Linked DNA regions of Sus scrofa: all the other regions are linked to region 6. The links are chromatin contacts, called in public Hi-C, promoter capture Hi-C and targeted proximity ligation maps. All regions are on one chromosome and are shown on one strand. The core of a region is the stretch at or near the end of the contact, and the rest is flanking DNA. Distances in the headings are between cores, read along the strand shown.

What was found. Promoter capture Hi-C pulls out the DNA fragments that hold promoters and counts their contacts. A called contact is a pair of places that touch in the nucleus more often than the background predicts.
Region 1: a contact with region 6 is called in a promoter capture Hi-C map of fetal liver, with 5 times the contacts expected there. A contact is called at or near these places in 3 of 5 promoter capture datasets (fetal liver, fetal skeletal muscle and liver), 14 of 47 Hi-C or Micro-C datasets (alveolar macrophages, blood, brain and 9 more) and 2 of 2 datasets of targeted methods (alveolar macrophages and skeletal muscle).
Region 2: a contact with region 6 is called in a promoter capture Hi-C map of liver, with 3 times the contacts expected there. A contact is called at or near these places in 1 of 5 promoter capture datasets (liver), 5 of 47 Hi-C or Micro-C datasets (blood, embryonic fibroblasts, liver and 1 more) and 1 of 2 datasets of targeted methods (alveolar macrophages).
Region 3: a contact with region 6 is called in a targeted proximity ligation map of skeletal muscle, with 6 times the contacts expected there. A contact is called at or near these places in 5 of 47 Hi-C or Micro-C datasets (embryonic fibroblasts, fibroblasts, mesenteric adipose tissue and 2 more) and 2 of 2 datasets of targeted methods (alveolar macrophages and skeletal muscle).
Region 4: a targeted proximity ligation map of alveolar macrophages shows a contact between it and region 6. A contact is called at or near these places in 4 of 5 promoter capture datasets (fetal liver, fetal skeletal muscle, liver and 1 more), 21 of 47 Hi-C or Micro-C datasets (adipocytes, alveolar macrophages, blood and 13 more) and 2 of 2 datasets of targeted methods (alveolar macrophages and skeletal muscle).
Region 5: a contact with region 6 is called in a targeted proximity ligation map of alveolar macrophages. A contact is called at or near these places in 3 of 5 promoter capture datasets (fetal skeletal muscle, liver and skeletal muscle), 4 of 47 Hi-C or Micro-C datasets (embryonic fibroblasts, epiblast stem cells, liver and 1 more) and 2 of 2 datasets of targeted methods (alveolar macrophages and skeletal muscle).
Region 7: a contact with region 6 is called in a Hi-C map of skeletal muscle, with 2.4 times the contacts expected there. A contact is called at or near these places in 6 of 47 Hi-C or Micro-C datasets (embryonic fibroblasts, fibroblasts, heart right ventricle and 2 more) and 2 of 2 datasets of targeted methods (alveolar macrophages and skeletal muscle).

What each region holds. Positions count from the first base shown.
Region 1 is chr5:91,110,340-91,113,833 of Sscrofa11.1, reverse strand. LOC102159120 (a long non-coding RNA gene) reads right to left here. Exons shown (of 9, transcript XR_002344338.1): 9 at 1-323. Among named protein-coding and RNA genes, the nearest start is that of BTG1, 300 kb to the right of the region's middle.
Region 2 is chr5:90,482,857-90,486,714 of Sscrofa11.1, reverse strand. No RefSeq gene overlaps it. Among named protein-coding and RNA genes, the nearest start is that of PLEKHG7, 170 kb to the right of the region's middle.
Region 3 is chr5:90,522,192-90,525,949 of Sscrofa11.1, reverse strand. It overlaps LOC106510426, which reads left to right and starts at 1,669. Exons shown (of 7, transcript XM_021091262.1): 1 at 1,669-1,713; 2 at 3,646-3,698. The coding sequence starts at 1,669.
Region 4 is chr5:90,461,224-90,464,708 of Sscrofa11.1, reverse strand. No RefSeq gene overlaps it. Among named protein-coding and RNA genes, the nearest start is that of PLEKHG7, 150 kb to the right of the region's middle.
Region 5 is chr5:90,437,266-90,440,614 of Sscrofa11.1, reverse strand. It overlaps LOC110260821 (a long non-coding RNA gene), which reads right to left. Exons shown (of 3, transcript XR_002344330.1): 1 at 3,062-3,349. Among named protein-coding and RNA genes, the nearest start is that of PLEKHG7, 130 kb to the right of the region's middle.
Region 6 is chr5:90,813,761-90,817,399 of Sscrofa11.1, reverse strand. It overlaps BTG1 (BTG anti-proliferation factor 1), which reads right to left and starts at 2,206. Exons shown (of 2, transcript NM_001099936.1): 1 at 1,741-2,206; 2 at 1-777. The coding sequence starts at 1,888. The coding sequence ends at 410. The region is part of intron 3 of LOC106510428 (a long non-coding RNA gene); the gene reads right to left.
Region 7 is chr5:91,071,223-91,074,738 of Sscrofa11.1, reverse strand. The region is part of intron 3 of LOC102159120 (a long non-coding RNA gene); the gene reads right to left. Among named protein-coding and RNA genes, the nearest start is that of BTG1, 260 kb to the right of the region's middle.

The sequences.
Region 1 (3,494 bases), core at 459-2,958, 300 kb before region 6:
CTATACTGTCTCAAGTTATCCTACCCTGGACAAGGACTACTAGGTCTGGACCTTAGTGCAGTGGAATGTTCTCTTGCCAAAAGTACCCTGGCCTACCAAGAAGGATCTGGTCTACCCTGGACAAGGACTACTAGGTCTGGACCTTAGTACAGAGGAATGTTCTCTTGCCAAAAGTACCCTGGCCTACCAAGAAGGATCTGGATATTTCTTGCCACTGAACTGGTTGTTTCTTTATGCCATGGATGTTTTGTATATGCCATTCCTTCTATCTTAATGTCCTTTCCTTCTTCCTGCTGGCAGGATCACCATTCAAGAATCAGTTACTAAAAGACAAAAAAAAAAAAAAGAGTCAGTTACTGTATTGCTTTCTCTTATAAGCCTCCCATGGGCAAAATAAAAATATGAAGACAGCCCTATAATATTTTTCACTGCATAGCAGTAGTATAATACTTGTCACAATAATAATAATAATAACACAATACAATAATAATGCAATGGCATAAAATTTATTAATGCCTATTATTTGCTGGTATCTGTGTTAATTACAGGTATTACATTGGCCTGTGTGAATTAATATTCAAACTATAGACTTCCTGAGAAGAATCTGTTCTCTTCTCATTCAATATCTAACATGTAGTCTAATTTAAGGCTTCATGATTGGTGTTCAAAAAGTAATTTCTGCACTGAATTAAATTAAATTGTTTGGGACACACTCAGTTTACCATCTTTCTTTCTACATGGTTCACAAAACAGTAATTCTTTCATATTATGTCACTTAACACATTAAAATTTCCAACTTAATTCTTGCCTGAGATTCCTTCTTCCAAACAACTGGCTTCAGTCTTGCATAACAATTCAATTTGCCCTAACTATAGCTTTTTGTCTCCACAATAACAGCTTCCAGGACAGCAGAAAGAACTTTAGAACTTGTTATTCCAGTAGGGATTGGTGAAGGTAAGGGCAGAGAAGAGCAGGAAGAAGCCTCATCATGTTTGGCACATGGAGTGTTTGCTGTACTTTCTGTAATGTGTGCCTCTGTTTAAGTCGAGGATTAATGTATTGAACAAGCAAACAATTGCTCAACTCCCTGGGTAGCTGGATCTCATTCAGTGTATGACAGGTAACTGTCATTTGAATCTGAGCTGAACTTGTTGGGAAATGCCTGTATGGCTTGTATACAAAGTCTTTTTTGCTCACCCAGGTTGAAAACATTTAGTTGTCTGCTCATGGGAAACTGAGAGTCTGCCTTGCCTCCAGGCACTGAAGCCTGAAACAAATTAAGTTTCCATCTCTCCTCTGGCTATTTGGGTTTGAACAACCTCAAAAGCAGTCTAGTAAACAAACAAGATTCCACTTGAGTTGCAGCCCTATTTATAATCTAAAGCCAAGGACTCCCAGACCAGGCTGGGGCATGTTAGATCTATAATAAAGAATCAAAGAATTGCAATGTAGAGGTAGGGGTAAGGCAGGGCAGTGCCGTTGAATGAAAATGGATGTGGTTGTCAATGTGTCTCCATGTGAAATGGAGGTCAGAAAAGCTGGGGAGTGTTCAGAAAGGGATCTGTGTCACAGCAGAGTGGCAGTGGGCCTGTGTCAATTAAAGAGCTAAGCCAATGTGAAAAGCATGTTTTCAACAAGTAAATAACCCTATTTTAGGAGACTGATTGCTAAAGCAGCTTCACTGCCTAATGGGGCTAGTCAGTCATTCAGCGTATATTTGCTGTCTGGCCTTGGAGCTGGCACTGCAATACAAGCAATGCAGTGGTAAGCCCCGTCCTGGGGCTCCAGTATTTTCATGTAGGACACTAGCAGAAAGGAATAGAAAGAGATTTTTTTTTTAAACCCTACAATTTGTAATAAAGGCCTGAAGGAAACAAAAATGTTGAGCTGTTTCTATTCATACAGGTACTTGGGGAAAGAGCACAGAGATATTCCGACCTGTATCTGTAGAGTGCTCTCCCCACCAGAAAACTCCGAACACACATGCACTCACTTGAGACTCTGATCTTTGTGATACCTCATCTGAGGTCTGTTCCAACCATAAGTTTTTACTACCTTGGACATTTTCATCATTCAACATGGGAGACCAGAGGGTCTGAATTATATTTATGAAGAACATAATTCCCTATTGAGATATGGTTCTAAGCTCCTAGTTTAATAGTTTAAATTATTTGGATCAAGATGATATAAATCACATAAAGTAAATGACTGTCCAGTTTTTCTAGTTCATTCAGTCTGGGTAGCCTGAATCCTGATTGCCTAATAAAGGTAATAATTATAATGTCACCTTCACATAGACTGCAGTAACTCTGCTTCTTTTATAAAGATATAATTGTAATGGGAACAACAGGAAGTTACAAGAAACAAAATCATCATTAAAAGATAAAAACCTAATAGTATCACATAGAAGAATCAGTCTCTACGGACAGAATGATCTATATATTATGTTAATGAAACAGCATCTCTCTGAGGGAACATTCCTGCCCATCCCCTCATCACAAACAAAATTCTAATAAAAGCTGGATTTAGAAGAGGCAAGTACTAAACTGTGTGCCACACATCCTGCGATTGCTAGTAATGACATTAGATTGTAAATCCTCCAAAAATAAATTTCCATTCAATTGCTATTTTTAAGCATGTACAATAGATTCATTATGCCTTTTATTTCTCCAGCTGGAAAAATTAAAAAATTAAACAGATAAAATCAACTTTAGCTTTTTGAATTTTTTTATTCTCTTGCTTGGTTTTTAAATGAACCTGTGGTATACAGATTTGAATTAATTTGTGAGTCGTGACACAACTTTCAACACTGATCCATGTGTGAGCCATCTTTTATTTTACTTAGTTGTTTGTTCACTCATTCATTTCAATAACTAATAAATATCTGTGAACCCAACATCCAGGCCAAGAACTAGAACACTGACAATTGTTTAAATGTATATTAACATACTCTTCTCTTCTGTCCTCCTGTCTGTGGCTCCAGTGCAAGTTATCCGTCATACTGACTTTTGTACTTTTATTTGCATTGTTTTTGTTGTTGTTGTTGTTGTTGTTGTTGATAGGCTAACTAGACTTGCCTAAGTTTTATTAAAAATAGCATATGCTTAAGCAAGTTTTTTTAACATTGAGATTTCTTTCTTTTTTTAAAGAGGATTCAAAGAAATGGAAAGATATCTCATGATCCTGAATTGGAAGAATTAATATCATTAAAATGGCCATAATACCCAAAGCAGTCTAAAAGTTTTGTCCAGATATATGCCCAGAAGTGCGATTGCTGGATCATGTGGTAGTTCTATATTTAGTTTTCTGAGGTACCACCATACTGTTTTCCATAGCGATTGTATGAATTTACATTCCCATCAACAGTGGAAATTGTGGGATTTTTCTCTACACCCTCTCCAGAATTTTTTATTTGTAGACTTATTAATGATAATCATTCTGACCGGTGTGAGGTGGTACCTCACTGTAGTTTTGATTTGAATTTCTGTAATAAT
Region 2 (3,858 bases), core at 970-3,469, 330 kb after region 6:
CAATTTTTTTTTCTTTTATAATTCTTAGTTGAGAATTACACATGCAATAAAGTACCCAAAGAGATATAGTATTCCTACTTAGACATTTATACCTTTCAGGGAGTGGAAGATGGTGGTGGAGTGATACTGATTCACTCTCTGTATCAGCATCAAAGGCCATTTTATAGACGTAAAATCTAGACAGTCAAAGGCACGGAGAACATGTCAGGCATAGCAGTGGGATGAGAGCTCCAAAGTCCTGACTCGTGATGTTTAGTTATCATGTTTACTCTCAGAGTATCCCACTGTGAGCCCATGGAACAGCTCTCCAGATGGGGACAAGAATCACAGACAAGAGTGGAAAGAAGCGGTAGTCTGCAAAGAGATTTTTTAGGTCACAAGCAAATGACTAAGAAAGATGAGTACTAGCTTGTCTGGGGAATTATAAATCCCAGGACCTTCAGGACCTGCCGTAATGTAGTAGCTGTTATTGACTGGGTGCTTATTGTGTGCCAAGCATCGCACAGAGAGTTTAACGTGGATTATCACATTGAATCATCAAAGAAACCCATGAGACGGACACTTTTATTAGCCAATTTTACTAATTTGAGGTCCAGGGAGATTAAACTAATTTCCCCAAGTTATAGTTCGAGAGTAGCAGAGCTGGGATTTGAACCAAGGCCCAGAGATTTCACCATACCATTACTCAGTTTCCCACAGCCACCTCCACCTAACTCTGCAACCAAGGCACCACCATGCCTTGAAAAAAATGCCCTGCTCCAGCCAGATGGCACTTCCCTTATGCCCCTGTTGATTGAGCCTTCAGTTTGGTCTGTCTGGTCTTAACCCTCCTCTCTACTGTGGAAATCCATCCTTCAAGCCCTAACTCAAACACCACTTTCTAGCAATTCCATTCCATACAGAAAATCCTCCTCTCGGAATCCATATAAAAGGTGTCATCCATTCCACTCATCAGGAATCTTCATTATTTAAAAATGTAAGCGTCATTCATGCATTCATTCCATGACATATACATGCAGTGTCCTTTCTCCTCAAATGTCTGTCAACAGGGAGAAGTTGAGAACTACATTTTTTTTTTTTTGCTATCTTTCAAATTATTTATCAATGTACAAACTTTAAAGGTCAAATAATGTGGTTCTGTACAGTGGCCATGCAAATGATATGACATTAGAGCCACATCGTAGATTTGATGGCTAAATTGTCCTCCTCACTTATTTCCCAAGCATTTGACCCAGTCTTCCCCAGTATGAGTTCCCTTTTGAAAGATGTTTGCCCTCATATGACCATAACATTCTGTCTTCTCTTTTTCCACACTGAGATATTAGTAACTATGAATGTGTGAAGGGGCATATATATGCGTGTGAAAAACAAGTTTTGAAAAGGCAAAGACATAAGATGATAGCCCATTGCACCTGCATTAAGCAAGCACCCAGGGTGGTGTTACTTGGAGGCCAACCAGCAAACCTGCCTGGGAAGCGAGCCACTTTCTCAGGCTGCTGCTCAGCCTGGTGTGTTGACAACCTTGGGAGAGAAGACGTTAATTGGGGTCATAAAGTACTCTCTACCCCCATTCCCTCTGAGCTGCTTGCTTACAGTCTGAAATCGCTGAACAGGTTCTGCAGGGTTTTCTTGTCCATTTGCTCAGCTTGACTCAAAAGGGAAAGTCCCAAGTTCACCCAACTGTAAACAGTACCTCCCAAGGTCAAACTGGTGAGTCTGCACAGCGGTTAGGGGCAGTGAGGGTGGGAGGGCGCTTCTGGATGTAACAGATGAGAGAAACACATTGCCCGTGGAGTGTCCTGCATGCTGCACAGAGGGAAAAAGTGAAGAGCAAACAAATCAGGAAGAAGAGTGCTCACAGTGACTTCTTATAGTTTTCTGGGCAAATATGAAGGTGGATGTATTAAAAAATAATTAGACTTTTGACCTTTGCTTTATCCACTGTGACTTTTTCTGTCATTATATAAATACTATTTGAAGTTACAAAGAGCACCAGCCCTTGGCTAGTAAAGCTAGATATTAGCAAAAGTTAGTTAAGGAAGTCAATGAACTAGCCAGGGTTAGGCTGTCTTGAGATAAATACATGAAACTGAGCTCCAAATGCATGGCTCTGATATATTCAATTCACTGACAGGTACTGGGCACTACTTTGCACCCTGCCCCTGGGGACAGAACACTGAACAAGTTCAAGCTCTAGTCTCCAGGAGCTTGCAGTAGGGACAGAGTAATAAACATGCACAAGGTCACCTAGACACAGTTAAGTCCAGACAAACACAGAAGGCAAGAATGAGAAGACCCTGATTTTTTTTTCTCTTAAATCGAACTAGAGTTGATTTATAATGATTTGTTAGTGAAAACCCTCTTTTCAATGCTTGAATTTTTAAAAACACTATTCACTGATTTTTTTTTAAGTCTAAATATTTGAACTTCAGGCATATTTTTGCCTTTTTCTAGCTATAAAATCTGAGTCAAATCACAACACCCATTGGACCTTTCGATTTCCCCATCTGTAAAACTAGAGTGTTGGTTTAGACCAGGGGTTAGCAAACGACAGCCTGAGGGCCAAATCCAACTCCAACCTGTTTTGTAAATAAAGTTAATTGGAACACACCCCATGCCTGTTCATTTACATATTGCCTAAGGCTGCTTCCATTCTAGTTAATGCAGTTGTGACACAAGGTTCACGAAGCCTAAAATATTTACTATCTAATCCTTTACAGGAAATGTTTGCTGACCTCTGGCATAAACCATCTCTAAGGCCTCTTGCAGAGGTTTACAAGATTTATGTGGACAGACGAAAGCACTCTGAACACTGAAGATAACCATACAAATGGAAGGAATTATCAAAAGGTGCTTGTTGGTTCCAGGAAGATAACAGTTGTGCTCGCTCATTCTCATCAACAGCAAATATTTAAGCCAATGAGTCTCTCTTCTGGATTCATATAAGAATCAATTAGAGATTTTTTTTTTTAAATGTCAATACCCAGGACTTAGTGTGTAAAGTTTCTAACTTAATTGGTATAGAGTGAGGACCTGGTATCAGCATTTTTTAAAAACTCTCCAGAAAAATTCTAAAATGCACTCAGGGTTAAAAAATGCTGATTTATTAAAGGCTTGAACACAATACTATGATTGACTTTGAGACTATAAGAAGTAATAGTTCTTTAAGTAATTTTAGATTGGGTTGTATGAGCTTGACATATAACACAGTTAATAAAACATACATAATAGTATTGCCGTGTTAAATAAGCTATTTTGGTAAGTGGTCCCCAAACTCAGATCTTCAGAGTTTTACAGGGCTGGAAGCATAGGAATTGTCCTAAGAACTTGTTAAATACATGGCTTTGGCAGCCCAGCCCCAGAGATTCTGATTTGATATATCTGGGAAGAGAGCCAAGCATATATATATATATATATATATATATATTTTTTTTTTTTGGGGGGGGTCTTTGTCTTTTTTTTTAGGACCACATCAGCGGCATATGGGTCTATTTGGAGATGCTGCTGCTGGCCTATGCCACAGCCACAGCAACATAGGATCCCAGTGGTGTCTTCAACCTACACCACAGCTCACAGCAATGCCGAATCCTTAACCCACTGAGCGAGGCCAGGGATTGAACCTGCAACCTCATGGTTCCTGGTTGGATTCGTTTCCGCTGTGCCACGAACTCTGCAAGCATCAATATTTTAAAAGCTACAGTGATGAGTCCATTGAGTAGCCAGGCTTGTGAATCACATCTAGACAAATTACTGGCATAGGGATTCAGAATTAGATAGAGAACTCTTAAAGATAAGTCCCTAAACTTTTTATCTTTGACTCTATAAAGTCTAGCCCAGCATCTAGAATTTAGTAGGTAT
Region 3 (3,758 bases), core at 420-2,919, 290 kb after region 6:
ATCCTAAACCCACTGAGCAGGCCAGGGATCGAACCTGCGACCTCATGGATACTAATCGGATTCATTTCTGCTGAGCCATGACGGGAACTCCACCACTGTCGTTACTTTTAAAGGTCCACTTCCCCAACCAGTTGTGAATCCTACAAGGAGGGCCCATATCTTATTCAACCATTTCCCAGCCCCTAGCAGATGCCTTGCATTTACTGACACTCAATATAAGGACACTAAAAAAAGAAAGTTAAGTAGTATCCTCCTGGATGACAGTCGGATTTGTTTCTGCTGCATCACAACAGAACTCCAAAATATCCATAATAGCTAAATCCACAAAGATGAAAACATTTAGTGGCTGCTAGGAACTAGGAAGAGGGAGAAGAGGGCGTGTCTCCTAGTGGATACTGGGTTTTCTTTGGGGGTAATGAAAAGATTTAAGACTAGATAGAGGTGGGGGTAGCAAACACTGGAATGTACAAAACACCAGTGAATTGTACACTTTAAAATGGTTCAATTTTTGGTTCTGTGAAGTTCATCTCAATTAAAAATCAACAATAAGATACTGTAATTTTAATTTAAAAAATTGTTAAAAAGAATGTCATTTCTGAAATTAGGTCATAAAAAATGTGGCTTGTGTCTTGGGTGTACTCATGCTCGCTCTTGGATCAGTCATCCTGCAGAAAGTCACTGCTATGTTATGATCTAGCCCTGTGCAGAGGGACCCAGAACTGCCAACACCACATGAGTGAGCTTGGAATTAGATTCCCCATCTCAGCTGAGATTTTGGATAAGATCCAAGTCCCAGCCAACAACTTGAGAGAAATCTCATTTAAAATTCTTGAGCCTAGAGTTCCCGTCGTGGCTCAGTGGTTAACGAAACCGATAGCATCCATGAGGATGTGGGTTTGATCCCTGGCTTCACTCAGTGGGTTAAGGATCTGGCGTTGCCATGAGCTGTGGTGTAGGTTGCAGACGTGGCTCAGATCCCATGTTGTTGTGGCTCTGGCGTAGGCCGGCGGCTTCAGCTCTGATTCAACCCCTAGCCTGGGAACCTCCATATGCCACCGGTGTGACCCCAAAAAGACAAAAGATGAAAAAACAATTCTTGAGCCAAAATTACCAGCTAAGCCACATCCAGGTTCTTGACCTACTGAAACTATGAGATAAATATTATCTTCAGCCATTAAGTTTTCGAGGTAATTTGTTATGCAGCAGCAAAACAGATAATTAATGCATTGACCAAAATACTGGATGAGTACAGAGATAATCATTCCTATTAAATATGCCAAGGTAATAAACAGCCTAAGAATATTCTTATTCATGCCTCACCTAAACTTCATTTTATAGTTTAAAAATCTGAGGCTCCAAAAAGTGAAGTAATGTGCTCAAAGGCTTGCAGGTAGCCAGCGGCAAGCTGCGGAATCCAATCTACCTCACTCTTTCTAAGTAGGAGATGTGTCTGGAGGGACTATGAGAGGAACTTTATGGTTGCTGAAGGGTTTATAATTAGCAGAAGAAATATCTGAAACAGTAGGTTGGAATCAGATTGAGGAAGGCCACCTTGAGGCTAAGGAGTTGGTGCTAAATCTTAGAGAACAGGAATACAGATTTTTTTTCGTAAAGGGACGATATGATTGAAGCGTTAGTTTGAAGACATACATGGTGTCAGTTTACAGGATGAAGAGACTAAAAGAAGAGAGACCTGTCAAGCAGCTAGCTTTGGTGAGTGGAACAAAAGAGGAAGGAGAGGAATCTCCCCAAAGAAAAATCAACAGGACTTGATGAATAATTTAACAGAGACAAGGGGAAGGGAGCTGGCGAAGAGGAAGCCTACATGATAAGGAGAATGATGCCGCTACAGAGACTGGGAGGTCAAGAGAACTGAGTTTGAGGGAAGCAGGGAAGAGGAAAGAGAAACTGAATTTCAACTACATAGTTGGATTAGAGGCAACAACATGTGAATGTGTAACTAGAAATCAGGAGGAGTGCTGGCCAAAGACAATGATGAGATTAATTTCCATCGAGGGAATTCCAATCTTGGGAGTCCATGACTTTTCAAGGAAAGATGAAGAAGAGCAGTAGAGTAGACACGATTGGTTCCCAACCCGTTTTGGATTTTGACCTTCCTACCTGACCTCTTACTTGGTTCCATGGTCACCCTACCTCCTCTCAGCCACAAGCCACTCCAAGCTGTTTCTGGATTCACAGAGTGGATCCTCGTCAGTATAAGCCAATAAGAGTCACTCCCACCCTGTGGGAAACGTGCCAGAGACCCACATCCACGTGATGAGATTTGACAAGTCCATTGGGAAGCTTCTACGGAGGCCTGACAGGAGGTGGCCTTCTTTGTCTCTACAAGTTGTTCTGTCTTGACATGAAATCGGGAACTTCTCTGTCATCATGGGGCCCTGGAAGTCCAGGCTTCATTGGGCACAAGCATCCTATGATATAACCAGACACCAAACCGTGGGAAACTACTTTAATTCAAAGGTCTGGAAGAGGAAACAAACCAATGAAACACAGAGAATGACTGGTCAGGTGCTAGGAAGACAAAGAAAATCGAGGTGAGCTCGGAAGTCAAGGTATCAGGAAATTGAAAAGAAGACAGATTTCAGCAGGGCTTAGACCCAGCTAGGGCTGAGGGCTGAGAGGGAACCCTGGGAGGGAGCCATCCTTTCAGACCCTCCTATTCCGGATTCTCGAGATGATTCTGGGATCAGCAAGAGGATGTTTCTGAACTATTAAACACATTCTCTTTTGAAAAAGTAACATGCACATTAGCCAGGCTAGTCATTCAAAAACCAGCCTCAGTTCAGATACTATGCAGATTCACCCTGTTGGTGTGAAAATATGGATTGAAATGGACTCTGCTACTTGATTGAAATTAAGCGTGATCACACTCAGCAGCCCCAGGAAGCTCTCCGATTCAGACCTCAATTGGAGAGGCTTTGCGCCACAGGGAGCTGGGAGTCTCAGTCATAAAAAAAGAGAAGGGTTTCTTTCTCTGGGATTTTTCCCTGTTTTCAGTCTGAATCCCGAATGAATGTTCTTTCTCTTCCATGATTCTTTTTTTTCCTGCTTTTGGCATCTTGCTCTCACTTTTCCCTCACAGTTCTCTCTCCCTTAGAGAGAGTGTCTGGACTCTTGGGCCAGCATCGCATGTGATTTCACGGAGCTGTTGGAATTAACTAAAACTTACTCTTTCCCAATAAATCTCCCCCAAGCTGCCACACAGCAGCTGTGAATCCCCAGCATGGGATGTGGCTGAGGTACTGGGAAAAGCTGGCTGTGTTCCCCAACCTCGTGCATCCTTGGTCCCAGAGAATCAGCAGAACTCTACGGCTCTCTAAACACAACCCTTTATCTAACCTGCCCTGCAGATTTGGTACGGAGATTTCCCAGGTGTTTGGGCTGGGTTTACTTTGAGAAAAGGGGAAGTGAGAGAGACAAAGTTCAGAGAATGGTGATCAAATACAAACCATGCTAGGAGGCAAGATTCAAGACTTCAGGAAATGCAAACAAAATCACTGAGGATTGTTTAGGCAGCAGTTCCTTAGAAGGGGAAGTAATATTTGACTGTAAAGTGGGGTCAGAGCCATTCGTCTCCAATTTAATGTGTTTAATGCACTGAAAAAAGTGTTCCCTTTTCTCTAGCTTTTACTCCTGGGGGTGGATGGCCAAGGATGGGAGGGGCACAGAAAATTACAGTGAGTGCATAAAGCATTTACTGGCTAACAATGCCTACTCTCTGCCAAAATTGTGTTTAT
Region 4 (3,485 bases), core at 784-3,283, 350 kb after region 6:
CTGATCTCCAGAACCAGGAAACAATGAAAAGTCACATCAAGCTGATCGCTGTCGGCCAGCCTACATAACAAGAGCAGATAAGAGGCGCAAGATGAAGAGCTTCAAAAGAAAGTAGTTTCTGGAAAAACTGAACAAAAGCTCTGAACAAATTGTGAAAAATGAACAAGAAACACAAGCAAGGCAAGTAGCAAGTAGCATAAGGAAAAAAAAGAGGTAATTTGAAATCCAGAAAAAGTAAAAGCTGTATAAGAAGTATAATAATATGCTATGTGACACTGCAATAAACAAGATGAGTCCCAATGGTAACACTATTTGTTGGCTTACAATTTTGGATTCTACCTATAGGCAAAAATGGTAGAATTACGATGAGAAAGTAGAAGGCAAATGTTAATCTTGACATTGTAGTGATAGAGATTATAAGAGGTACCGACTGGGAAGGAAAAGTGGAGAGAAAAGCTGAGAAGACAGGGATGCGGAGTTCCCATGTGGCTCAGCGGAAAGGAATCTGACAAGCATCCATGAGGACGCAGGTTCGAACCCTGGCCTTACGCAGTGGATTAAGGATCCGACGTTGCCGTGAGCTATGGTGTAGGTCAAAGACTGGGCTCGGATACCGCGTGGCTGTGGCTGTGGTGTAGGCCAGTGGCTACAGCTCTGATTTGACCCCTAGCCTGGGAACCTCCATATCCCGCAGGTGTGGCCATAAAAAATAAAGTAAAAAAATAAATTAATAAGGATGCAAAATAAGTTGTACATTGTTAAAAGAAGAGGTGTTTCACATAAAGCTGCAAAAGGAATAAGTATTTTATCTAAAGGTGCAGAGGTAACCAATACAAGCCTGAAGTAGAGATAAGACTAAGGAGGTATTGTGTGACTTAAGTTATATTCTCATCAATCAGCATAGGAAGATAATCTATAACATCTAAAACTAATAACCCAAGATTTAGCAGTATAAGTAGTGCTGAGACATATATAGGTAAATAACCAAAACAAACAAACAAAAACCCCACTATAAAATGAAAATTAGGGAGTTCCCAATGTGGCCCAGTATGTTAATGATCTGGCTTGTCTCTGTAGAGGCGCCGCTTTGATCCCTGGCCAGGCGCAATGGGTTAAGGATCTGGTATTGCTGCAGCTGTAGCACAAGTCGTAGCTCCGGCTCGGATTCGATCCCTGGTCTGGGAACTTCCACATGCCATCGGGGTAGCTGAAAAAGAAAAAAAAAGAGTTATGCTATATCTGAGAAGAGACTGAAGCTAAGAAGGAGTAGACAGAGAACTACTGCTTTTCAGTGCAAGTGCTTTTATCTTTTTTTGTTGTTGTTACCATATGTGGTTTCTGCTTTGATAAAAATGTTTAAAATTATTAATATAAAAATACAAATGCGTACTTTTTTAAAACATGTGACCCACTATTATACACAAATTCATCAAATTTATGTAAACATTAAGGGACAAAATCTCCTCCTACAATATATTTAATGCTGATCTTGACTTCAGAATGGGGAGATGCTCACTTTATTTGATAAACAGTCACTCCCTCTCAAGTGTTCCAAAACCAGCAAGATGCAAAGTATCTTCAAATGTCCCCTCCATTTGGAGACATCTGTGCTCATTGATTTACAATGTGCACGCCTGCCTGATTATTTTATTATGTCACTTGCTACGGCAGGAATTATTCATTATCATTCACTAGCAAGCTGAGAACACATGGGGCTGATATCTTGATTAAGAACCCTAAACCTAAAAAGGATAAGTACCTCGCAAATTTAAAGGCAGATTTGACTCCACAACCACCATCCTTCTTCATCTGCCTTTCACAGACATTTATCACCAGGAACTACAGGTACATTTTGCGTGGAATGTCCTTTGTGAGCAGCAGAGAACAAAGGGAATTTCCTGCAAAATGATGCTGAAACACGATCGCTGATGTCTATTATCTTGCCAGCACCTTGCCTATTGAATATCGTCCCTGTCTATTACTCGGATATTGTTTCTCTGCATGGATAAGACAAAGATGGGAAATCCACTTAAGTGCTCTAACAGTACCCTCTGCTGGCTGAGTCTGAGCTGAAGAGGTGACTTGTAACAAGGCTTAGTCACCCTGACAACATGTGAAAGAAGAAAAGAAAGCAAGTCAAAAACTACAGACCGGGACATGAAATGCAAGCACAAAAATCAACCAATTTCAGTTACAGATGAGGAAATGGACATCTTGGCGTCATATCACATATATGATGCATATGTACTTTGTTAAATCCGAAGAGAATACCTTGCTCTAGCAAAAGGTATATCTTAATGAAGGATTTTGTATATTACATTCAAATTCTCTGCTTCACAAGATGATTCATCACAAGTTCCCCCAGTGAGTTCCTTTAGTACTCTCAACGTGTGACATGATTTACACTCTGTCTTGTGGGAACATGCTAATTCTGTAAAATAAAGTGGTTTCTTGCATCACAGCCCAGGACTCATATCATACCAGAGATGTCTGCATTACTTGACATGTTTATAAATGTTTAGGAGAAGTTCAAAATTAATTTGTGTGCTCTTGCTAATACGTAAGGAGCCCTGGTTTGGAGATGGCAAGACTGACTTATCTGACCTGGGAAGGAATGAGTAACACACGTTCTCTGGGGCGAGGACCACCTTACATCTATTTTGCTTAATATGGTAGACATGCTTAATAAATTGGGCAGCAATTAAAAACAGGTAAGTCCTACATTTGGAAGGATAGAACCAGCATTTTTTATATCTTTGACTAAAAATCTATTGTAGACTCAGCTCTCCATGCCTATCAAGGTGGGGGGTTCACAATGTATAAAGCATGTCCTATTCTCACTGAGCGTTTGAAGTTGACGAAGTCAACCTATTCTAGGCCACTGACCACTGGGGCACAGGACTCGTTTTGTCTCCTCCAAAGTGGGGGGGGGAGTTGCCATCGTGGCACAGTGGAAACAAATCTGACTAGGAACCATGAGGTTGTGGGTTCCATCCCTGGCCTTGCTCAGTGGATTAAGGAGCTGGCATTGCCATGAGCTGTGGTGTAGGTCGCAGACACAGTTCGGTTCTGATGTTGCTGTGGCTGCAGTGTAGGCTGCAGCTATAGTTCTGATTGGACCCCTGGCCTGGGAACCTCCATATGCGGCCCTAAAAAGCAAAAAAGAAAGAAAGAAAGAAAGAAAGAAAAAGTAGGAGTGGGGGGAATTTAAATGTCCACAGGCACCAAGAAATACGGCACCTGCTGAGTTTGAGGAAAAGCAGATGGTTCTCTTGGTCTAAGTTTCATTTGTAATCAAGACAGGGATACAAAGAAATAATTCTCCCGCATACGGAATGCAGCAGTACCAACATGATGACAGGTGGTAAGTGAAGCTTGCTTGAGGGGCAATAACGAGGAGGAAGACTGAGGAAACGGCAAGTGTGTGTACCACCTAAAGTGGTCACACACTCAGTGCTTGTCACTGTTGCCACGAAGCTCTGAGG
Region 5 (3,349 bases), core at 660-3,159, 380 kb after region 6:
CAAAGCCAGCCCAGAAGAGGCTCTTAGTGCTTGGCCATGGATGTCTTAGAGCATCCTGAACAAAGAAAGTGAGATGGCTGCTGAAATCCACTAAAACAATTACAAGGGGGTTTTGTTCATCTTTTAATAGAGCAAAGATATTTAATTACATTTTTAATAAACTATTTGAATTAAACATTTAACAAGTCATAGGGTAAATTAGGGAAGTTGAATAAGTCTGCCACAAATTTTTCAAGCTCACTTTGTCCAACAAAGTAAGTTCAGTGTCTTTCTTATAAAGTTAACTTTTGTGTCCACAAAGCTTAGGACATAGCAAATGCTTACTGAATGAGTACATGAAAAAACATGAGGAGTTGCCATCATGGCTCAGTGGTTAACGAATCCGACTAGGAACCATGAGGTTGCAGGTTCGATCCCTGGCCTTGCGTAGGCGTTGCTGTGAGCTATGGTGTAGGTTGCAGATGCAGCTTGGATCTGGTGTTGCTCTGTGGCTGTGGCGTAGGCCAGTGGCTACAGCTCCAATTAGACCCCTAGCCTGGGAACCTCCATATGCTGCAGGTGCAGCCCTAGAAAAGACAGAAAGACCAAAAAAAGAGATATGCCCTACCTAGACTATCTCCAATATCAGTGATGACTCTTAATTATGGTTAGTGTGTAAACTGGTTATCTCTGACTGTGTAACAAATCATTCCAAAATGTAACTGCTTCTGGAAGTTCCTGCTGTGGCTCAGGGGTTAACAAACCCAACTAGCATCCATGAGGACATGGGTTTGATCCCTGGCCTTGCTCAGTGGGTCAAGGATCCAGCGTTGCCATGAGCTGTGGTGTATGTTGCAGACACAGCTCGGATCCTGCGTTGCTGTGGCTCTGGCATAAGCTGGCAGCCACAGCTCCAACTGGACCCCTAGCCTGGGAACCTCCATATGCCGCAGGTATGGCCCCAAAAAAGACAAAAAAAAAAAAAATGTAACTGCTTCAAACAACACTTATCATGTCACAGTTTGAAACAATTAGAAGTTTGATGTGTATCTGAGTTTAGAGAATAATAGGTAATATTTATTAAGCACTAACTCTATGCCAGACTATTTCAGCAGCTGTATGTATTTATTTGTTTAATCTTCAGAACACCCTGTGGTGGTTACTCGTATTAACCTACCCTACAAATGCAAAAAAATGGGCATCGTGAGGTTGCCTAACTCAATGAAGGTCATACGGCCAATAAAAAGCAGGCCTGGGATTCAGACCCAGGCAGTCCAGCTCCAGAGGCCAAACTCCTAACCTCTAACAGACTGCTTACAAAGATAGGAAAAATAACAACAATCTACTCTTTGAAGATGAAGCTAATACAGTGAAGGCTCCCCCTCTCATCACTGTCATATATAGGTTACTTCATCTCCCCAAGACAGATGATTAGATTTGCAGAGACCTATCGTCCCAATGAGCATGACGGCTGCCCGTATTTGATGGTGAAATCAGTGGCCATGGGTCTGGTTTTCACGAATTAGCTCAAAGGAGTTCCAACCTATAACCTTAATAGTATTTGAACCAATGGACCAAACTGAATCTTATTCCATGTAAAAGATAAAGGATGCATTCATTAATGTAAAAACTGCAACCAGATCTACTGATAAAATGCCTAAACTCCTAGGAGGAAACAGTACCTACCCTCTCAGACCAAACAAAGACTAAAGGTGCTGGCAAGCCATTTAAAAAAGCCAATCTCCTATAAATGAGGGTCTTTATTCCTACCCTTCCCCTCCAAGAAACAGGAAAATCTCTCTCTCTCATTCTCACGGATATTTTGCACTAGAGGAAGCAAGTGCATGTTTTTTCGATCAAACCAAACAGGGTGGTAGGAACAATGGGTCTTGAGCAAGGAGGACTGAGTTCACGCCGCCAACTTGCTGACTCACTGACACAGCTCTTCACCACTCCTGGCAGCAACTTCCTCATTACAATAGCAAAAAATAACGAGAAATTCCCTGAGTGTAAAAAATCGACGATCCCTAGAAATGCATATACAATTGCCACTTCTTTTATTCAGGTGATAGATGCTATCATGCTTTGTAAGAGTCTGCTTATTAGCTACACAAGATTAAAAAATCTCACAAAACAGGATATGAGAATGTATCATTTATCAGAGGCCAGAGACAATGTCAGTTCTGAGAAAGACAGCAGCATTCAAAAACCCAAGACCTGCAGAGAGTTTCTCATTACTCTACTCTGTCACATGGCAGGGGAGTACAATACTAGATGACAACACAGATTCCACCTCCCTGCCCCCCTCCCACTACGTATTGGTCATGGAACTGGGGAGGGGGGCCCTGGTCACAAGGGACGTCTGAGAGCAGCAGCTGCTGAGGAAGTCAGAGCCCATCTTCCTACTTCGACTCATGGATATATGGAGCCAAATATGTTTTTGTTTAAGTTTTGTTATGAGAACTGCAGTGACGGGGATGAAGTCTATTAAGTAATAGGGAAAGAAGAATATGAGAAATAGAACCCTGCTGACATGACAAGTAGGAAGGGTTAGAGGCGGCTCGGGAAACGGGGATCACCACTGAGACTCCACGTCTGACGTAAGGGAAACATCAGTGCCCAGGGAGCGGGTGTACCTCGTACCTAACTGAACGATTCTAGGTAAGTCATCCTACCCCCTGTTTATGAAATGAGGAGGTTTTCTAACCGAGTCCTTAGCACAGTGGTGTCTCATGGAAAAACCAGGTGGGTGGAGAGAGACACAAACCCACGAGGGTCCTGCTCTCAACTCCCCACTTCCTCTTCCGACACAACCACTTTTGCTTTTCCCTGTTTTACACTGAAGTTGAACAAAAAAAAAAAAAAAAAAAAAAAAAAAAAAGTTTATTTTTTAACTTGTGCTATTTTAAAGAATAAAGTGTTTGAAAACACCTAGGCTGGATGACCTCAAACATTTCCAACTCTTTCCATGAGTCTACCCACATATTAACAAATAAGCAGGCATTCACTTGCTATCTCAATTCGTTTTCACACTCCTAGCAAACATCTCAGGGTAAATTCACAGCCATTCTTTGAATCTGACCTGTTTTTCCTCTTGTTCAGCTGTGGATTCTGCAGTTCCTTGACAAACACTTCTAAGTTATAAAAATCACCATCTCTCTCCACTAGAAAATGAAGTTGTCCACCACGTCTTCTGGCCATAAAACTGATGTGACTTTTTCTATCAACTTCCTCAACTCATTATTCCCCTTCTGCTTCACCACGTTCATAATGATGATGGTTATTATTCATGAGGGCATGGCAGAATCCCTGGGTGAGCATCCCTACCACCACACCTCAGCCTTTCCATCTCCGCTACCTGAGCAGAGCT
Region 6 (3,639 bases), core at 957-3,456:
TCCTATCGAGCTGCCAAAAAGGATAACAATTTAAGTGTAATAGTGCAAATTTCCTCTGCCAAGTTCTACCGCAGAGAAAGGTTCTTTGAAATATGGATTTGTGTTAAAGGGACTGATGTAAAAATTTAGGTATCATGTCCGGGAGAAAATGAAACCACCCCAGGACTTCACTCCCTAGCAAATAAGGTGATCAATTTACTTGGACTCACAGGCTATTAAGTCATTGAAAGGTACTGTCCAAACTATGGCACTGTCACTTAAAAAAATTTTTTTACCACTCTATCTTGTGCCAGATCTTCACAGCTGTGACATGGTTTAAATTCCATAATCCATCCCCAAGAGGAGCCCACCCAAAGCAAAAATCAAATTTATCCATCCATTATAAGAGGATCCATCCATAGACTATATCTTAACCTGATACAGTCATCATATTGTAGCTTTTGGAAGGGCTTGTTCTGCCCAAGAGAAGTTCCTCCTTACAGCTGATTCTGCTGTCTACCATTTGCACGTTGGTGCTGTTTTGGGTGCTACCTCCTGCTGGTGAGGCTTCGTACAGCACACAGATGGAACCATCCTCTCCAATTCTGTAGGACACTTCGTAAGGGTCAACCCAGAGAGTGAGTTCACTTGGGAGAAGCCTGAACAGCTCCTGACTGCTCAGTCCAATCCGCTGTGCTGCCTGTCCAATCAGAGGATCCATTTTATGGTTGATGCGAATACAACGGTAACCTGATCCTTTGCACGGCTTTTCTGGGAACCAGTGGTGTTTATAATGTTCTATAGAAGAAAAAAAACAGAAACAGCGCTTAGATATCGTTACTGCTGGCTCCCGCTGTAGTTTCTTTCTTCGGCTGGCTTCGTTGAGGGAAAATGCAAACTAGCAACTTTCTTTAAAAAAAAAAACAAAAAAAAAAACCCAGCATTGAATCCGCGGCTGTCCATGTAAGGCGATGGGGAATGAGCGGGCAGGGTTTGAGAAATAACAGTAGTACACCGTACAGAACAATCTCCGGGAACCAACCGGTTGAGTTGCCAAAACGGCAATCCGGCGGGCAGCCTCCGCCAGCCGGGCAGCGGGGTGGCACCGGTGGCCAGGCGGGAACCTGTTTACTTTCTCCACCCCACCCCAGCCGCACACACAATGGGGTTTATGGCTTCGAAGAGGAGCGCCACTGGACTGTTCGCCCCGAAGGGAATGGAACAAGCCATCCTAAACCACGCTCTGGGCAGGGCAGTAATTGTACCGGTGACAAATCCGATGATTAATGGACAGGGGTAGGAGGCGCGGAGAGACTGCACGTCCGGCCCGGGCTGGCTCCCTGGCAGCGGCGCGCCTTCCCATCCCGTGGCCCGGCCGTCGGGCCCGCAACGGTTAGACGGGATGGGGGGGAGGGGGCGTCGAATCCACCCTAGCCCGGCGGCTCCTTTGTCCCCCAAATGCGCGGACCGTCCGAGGACGGCGGCTCCCGCCTCGGTCGGCTTCAGTTTCTTTGTTGTGCGTCTGTTTTCCTGTCCCCTTGGTCTGCCAGCCGTGGGGGGAGGGGGCGCCCTTGGCCCACCCCCAAACCCTGTCCCGGACCCGCCGTTAGCGGCAGCCGGGCGCGCCAGTCACGGTCCCGCTGCCGGAACCGAGCGCGACCTGCCCACAGTGCCGCCAAGACTCCCGCGTCCCCGACGGCCCGGCCCAGAGATGTGCCACCGCGTCCCTCGGCGCCCCCCGCCCTGCCGCCGCCCGCTCACCTGCCAGCAGCTCCTGCAGGCTCTGGCTGAAGGTCTGCAGCTGTCGCTCGCTCGTGAGCCCCTTGGTGCGGAGAAACTTGGAGATGAAGGACACGGCGGCGGCGATCTCGCCTATCATGGTGGCGGCCCGGGTGTAGAAGGGATGCATGGGGGCGGCAGGCGGGGGCGGCCCGGGGCGGCCGGGGCTCGGCGGTGCGGCCCCGACGGCGGAGCGGCCACCCCGGGCTCCCTCACAGGTCAGTGGGCTGAGAGGGGGAGAGAGCGTGAGCGGTGGACGGCTACTTTTTTCTCCTCCCTTCTTTATAGTAAAAAGTTATTTTCGAGACAGGAGGCGGCAGGAGAAAGGAAGAGACGAGCGACGGCGGCCTGGTCACATCGCTCGGACCGCCCCGGCCGCCTCCGCCTCCAGCTCCGCAGCCTCCGAAGCTCCAAACACTTGCATTTCCAGCTCAGACGGGCAAAGAGATGCAGCGGCCGTGCGGCACTTTTTATAGCGCAGAGAAAAGGAAGTGGCGTAGCTGGAGCGTGACGGACGACTCCAGCCAATCCGGAGATCGCACCATTGTGATGCAAGCAGATTCTGAGCCGAAGGGGGCGGGAAAAGGGGCCAGGGGGCGTGCCCAGAGACCGGGAGGAGAGGGAGGAGCTGACGTAATCCGCTTGTAAACAAATAAACCCCCGAGTGGCGGCCCAGCGGGGGGGAAAACGGGATGGAGGAAACAGAGGGTGCGCGTGTGAAAGCCCCGCCCCTAGCCCTAACTCCTCCTTCCTGCTCCAACAACTCCTGGAGCTGCGCCAGCGCATCCTCTGCAAGCGTTCGCTGCCTGGGCTCGCCTCGAGGAGACAGAGCTGTGCAGATAAAAGCAGCCCCGCTCAGGCTGTCTACACGCGCGCCTGCGGCACGGATCTGGCCTCAAGGCACCTGCCGGCTCGCGTACTCGGTGTTTACAACCCGTCACCACGCTGAGTCTACGTGCCTGGCTCCACAGGAAGGAAGAGCATACAGAGCAGCGGGATGCGGGTACCCGTGCTGAGGAAGCTGGGAGTGCGGGGAAAAGTGGAGGGAACCGGCTCTCGCGGGGCATCCTGCAGCTTTCGGAACCCAGTTCTCACAAACATGCAGCCAACGCCTCGGAGCCGTTTCCCTTCCACCCTTGCGGAGGGTTGGGGCATGTCTTTGTCAAAGTTTAATTGCAAAATAAATAAAGGTTAGTAAGCCTTTTGTGGTTGCTGTTTCAGTAACTTGAGGAGTCAGAGAAAAGTGGAGACCTTACTGACCAGCTTAAAACTGATAAGAAAGGCTGCTATTGAATATAAATGTAATTATAACAAGTTTAGTAAAAGAAAAGAAACCTATATAATGCATTTTACATCTTTTTTGCACAAAACAGAAGGTTGTTTCCTTTTTTTCCTAATCCACTGAACTGTTTGAGCCTTAGAGTTCTGTTGCTCTTTATAAAAACAAGAAAATAAAGATAAAATTTGCTCAGATATTTGTTTAGTTAAGCCCTACTTGCTGAACTAGGAAAAAATAGGAAGGCGTGAACTTGCTAAAACGATTAGGCCTAAGAGAGGGTTAACCAGAACTCCATTAAGGAGGAGAAAAAAAAGATGGTGAGCCGGCCAGATGGAGAAAGCAAACAAGAGGCAGAAGTTGAACTCTACCAGATGGAAATAAATATCCTGAGCTTAGCTGGTCATCAATATTGCAAAACACACCACTTTGAGGTTTTGTTTTGTTTTGTTTTAATACTGTGCCAAAGGGTATAGAAATGAAGCAAAAGTAGAATTTGCTATAAAGCAGTAGAAGGAAAAATCTTATTGTTCACATGAAATATGTAAAACTGGGCTTGAAACAACTTTGAGGTTATTTTTTCATTCACACAAAATAATTATGTA
Region 7 (3,516 bases), core at 564-3,063, 260 kb before region 6:
GCGTTCCTCAGCATGGCTCTCAAAGTCCTTTACACCAAGCATCTATATCCAGAGGGGTATATGAGTTTTTTATGGTATATGATTGCATTTACTACTGAGACCACCTCTATGAGGTTCATCCCATTTTATAGGTGTAAGAATTTATATCTGTGAAGGGACCCAACTGTGGATGGATAACACGTGGCAGGGCTCAGAAAAGACTCAAGTTTTGGACCCCAGTTTTTTGGGGTTTTTTCCTCCACTATTCCCGCTGCTTCCTCTGTGATAGGAATAATACTAAAACAGTGACAAGATTTCAATCCCCTGCAGATATGCCCTGCTCTGATACCCTCCTTTGAATATGGGGCAGGGATAGTGAATATTATGGTGTATCTCTAGTTATGTACCACTTGACTCTGAGCTAATTTAAAGAGAGAATAGCCTGGATGGGCCACACCTAATCAGGTGAGGTCTTTACGAGACAGGGGAAGTGTTACGGGGATGCCCTCCAGGTGACCTCAGAAGTGAAACAAATTGGCATGTTGTGACAGAGCCTATGGACCACCCATGTGGCAAGGACCTGAGGGTGACCTCCAGGAGCTTAGAGTAGTCTTCAGTCAATAGCTAGCAAGAAAAAAAAAAAAAAAAAAATTCTGGATCATACAGCCTCAAAGAAATGAATTTAGCCAACAATTCTGTGAGCCTGGAAGAGGCGCCTCAGTCTCCAAGAGATCATAGGCCCAAGCAGCTCTGCAATTTCAGCCTGAGCAGAGGACTCAGTTAATCCACAGAAACCTTGACATAAAAAACATGGGATGTTTTAAGTCACCAAGTCTGTGATCATTTGTGATGTAGCCATAGAAAGTAAATAACCTCTCCTCTGTCCCTTCTTTCCCTGTTCCTCTCAATGCTGCAGTCTCAACTGTCCTTAGTTTCCTAATTAAAACTGTACTTCCATGACTGTGGCTTTGCAAAGAATGCTCATATTGTCTGGAATGCCCGTTTCCTTTTTTCTGCCTCTTGAATATCACCCATCCTTCAGGACCCAAGTCAGCTCATCCTCTGCCAGAAGCCTGGACTGATTGCCCTAGGCTGACTACATTCCTTCCTGTTCTGTATTCCACTACACCCTGGGATCTCTCTCTCTCTCTCTCAAATGACTTAATTGAGAGCAAGAATTTAGAGTATTCACACTCGTGACACTTAGAATTTGGACAGTGCTTAGAACATAGGTGACACTCCGTAAATTGTTGATTAGTTAATGTACCTATTGTTTTCTATTCAAACGCTTCTGTTTATTCAACTTAATAAACATTTATTTTTAGGGCCTTTTATAGCTGCTGCAGACAATAAAAAGATGAGTAGATCGTGTTCCCTATTTCAAAGAGGAGGAATAAGGTTTGTACACAAACAATAATTACGAGAGGCAGAACAACCTGTACCGCAGAAGAACCCGATCAGGAAGAGAGAGATAAGGTCCACAGGATAGAGGCGAGCACACATATGGCTTCTAGCCTCAGCTGTATTTTGGGGAGCAACATCTTCCCATCATTACAAAGCGGGTTGGGACAAGGATGGGGAAAGAAACGGCTGCTCTTATCTCTCAGGGAGCTGGATAGTGAGCAGGGCTCCCGCAGCCCTCGCTCTTCTTCCCGGGCAGCTTGGAGCATGGCAGCGGTGCAAATGGTTGGAGGAAGAAGCAGGTCACGGAGGAAGGGAGGGTTGTTGAGCAACGTCAGCTCTCCCCTAAGACTCTGTGGACACCAGGGCCGTGGGAGAGACAGAGCCACGAAGTCTTGCTTGATGCTGCGTGTGTGGGGCTGCTCTAAGGAGCCCGTTCAACGGCTGCTGGTGTGAAACCCAAGGAAATGTCCCCACAGCGCTGATGTCAACATGCATCATGTGGGCCGCTTACATTGTGAGTCACACACCCACATCCTGTTGCCTTACAATCACATTAATTTTCCCTTTCAGTGACATATCAAAGAGGATGTGTCTTTTTCAGTTTGTTTCCAATAGATGTCTGTTCTTTTTCAGCAGAAAGGAGATGTGTACATGAGTTCTGCCAACGACCACCACATGTGGGCCAGGCTTATTTCCCTCATGAGGGCCAGGAGCTGGTGCCACACACCACATGGTGATTTAATACACTTTGTCATTTGGTATCACTTGAACACCCGCTTCTTTCAAAAACTCATCCATTTAGTTTGTACCATTCAGATAAACTTGCAGACAATGACAAAGAGCATCTGTAATATTAAAATCCACTTGTTCCAGTTGTTCCTCTGAACTTACAAAATGTGGTGGATATAAAGTCCCCGTTATATTTGACTCGATTCCATGGTTTTGAACCTTATCCACTTAATTAACCAAGCTGAAATAATCATCCGATTATTGGATTTGTGTAGGTGCTCATGGCAAGCCCTATTCTAAATTGAACTTCTTTTTAGCTCTGGAAGGAAGGGTAGGATGGAAAAAGAAGTCAAGACTTATTGGAAATAAACCAAGACTATAGAGAAACTTACCATTTTTTCTAGTGTGGAATATTTTCTCTGTTCTTACTTCTTAGAATCATGTATGAGCTAAATTTGATAGTAGCCTGGTTACCTGGAGGAAAGGTCTCAGAGAAGCACCTCTTGGCAGCCCCCTCACTGGGGGACTTTCCAACACTCGTCCCAGCCTCCAGTGCACTCATTATAGTGATGACACATGTCTTGGCAGAATGTCTCCATGTTCAGAAGTAGAACAGCTCCAATGTTCCTGATTCTATTTTAGACTTGTACTAAAGTTATCTGCCCAGCACAGTCTGACTTCTTTAAACGTCATCTAAATTTTTCAGACTTGGTTTGGTCAGCCTGCTAGTCTCATAGGATAAAGAGATAATATTGCCTTCCAGAGTTGGAGCCTAAATATTAGAGACTGTATTGTGAGAAGCCATAAATTTCCCCCAAGGGGGTCTCGTTTACAGTGGTAGGATGCTTATAAGGCCAGCATTGGTTTTCTCGCAAAATGGCATGTGAAACACAAGTTACAAAAATACACTCATGATTTGAAAGGTATCAAGGAGTTTTTAAAAATGTTCTACATTTTGTTTCTGTTCATTAACTGGTTTTAACTTTTCTTAGAGGACTTTTGTAATGAACCACTGGCTGGCCAAACTAAATACCAAAGACTGAAAAGTCATTTGTGATGGGAAACAGGACAAATAAAAGAGGTATTACGCAAACATAATCCTTAACTTTCACACGTTAATCTCTCAAAAAAAGGTCATCGTACTTTTATTCACTATAGAGTAACATCCCTTTTGGAAGTAGGTACATCAATTGATAAATAAAAAATATTTTGAATTTTCCAATGGGGGTACTTTTTCACTCACCAACAGTTTAAGTTTGGGAACTTTGTCTGTAGAGCTGAGGTTTTTTTAATCACATCCTGTCCCTGTTGTTTTATTAAATGAATGAAAGTGAATAAATAAAAATAATAATATTGTGAATTGTAAATGTTATAAATTCAATATGATTGAAATGGAGATAAAAT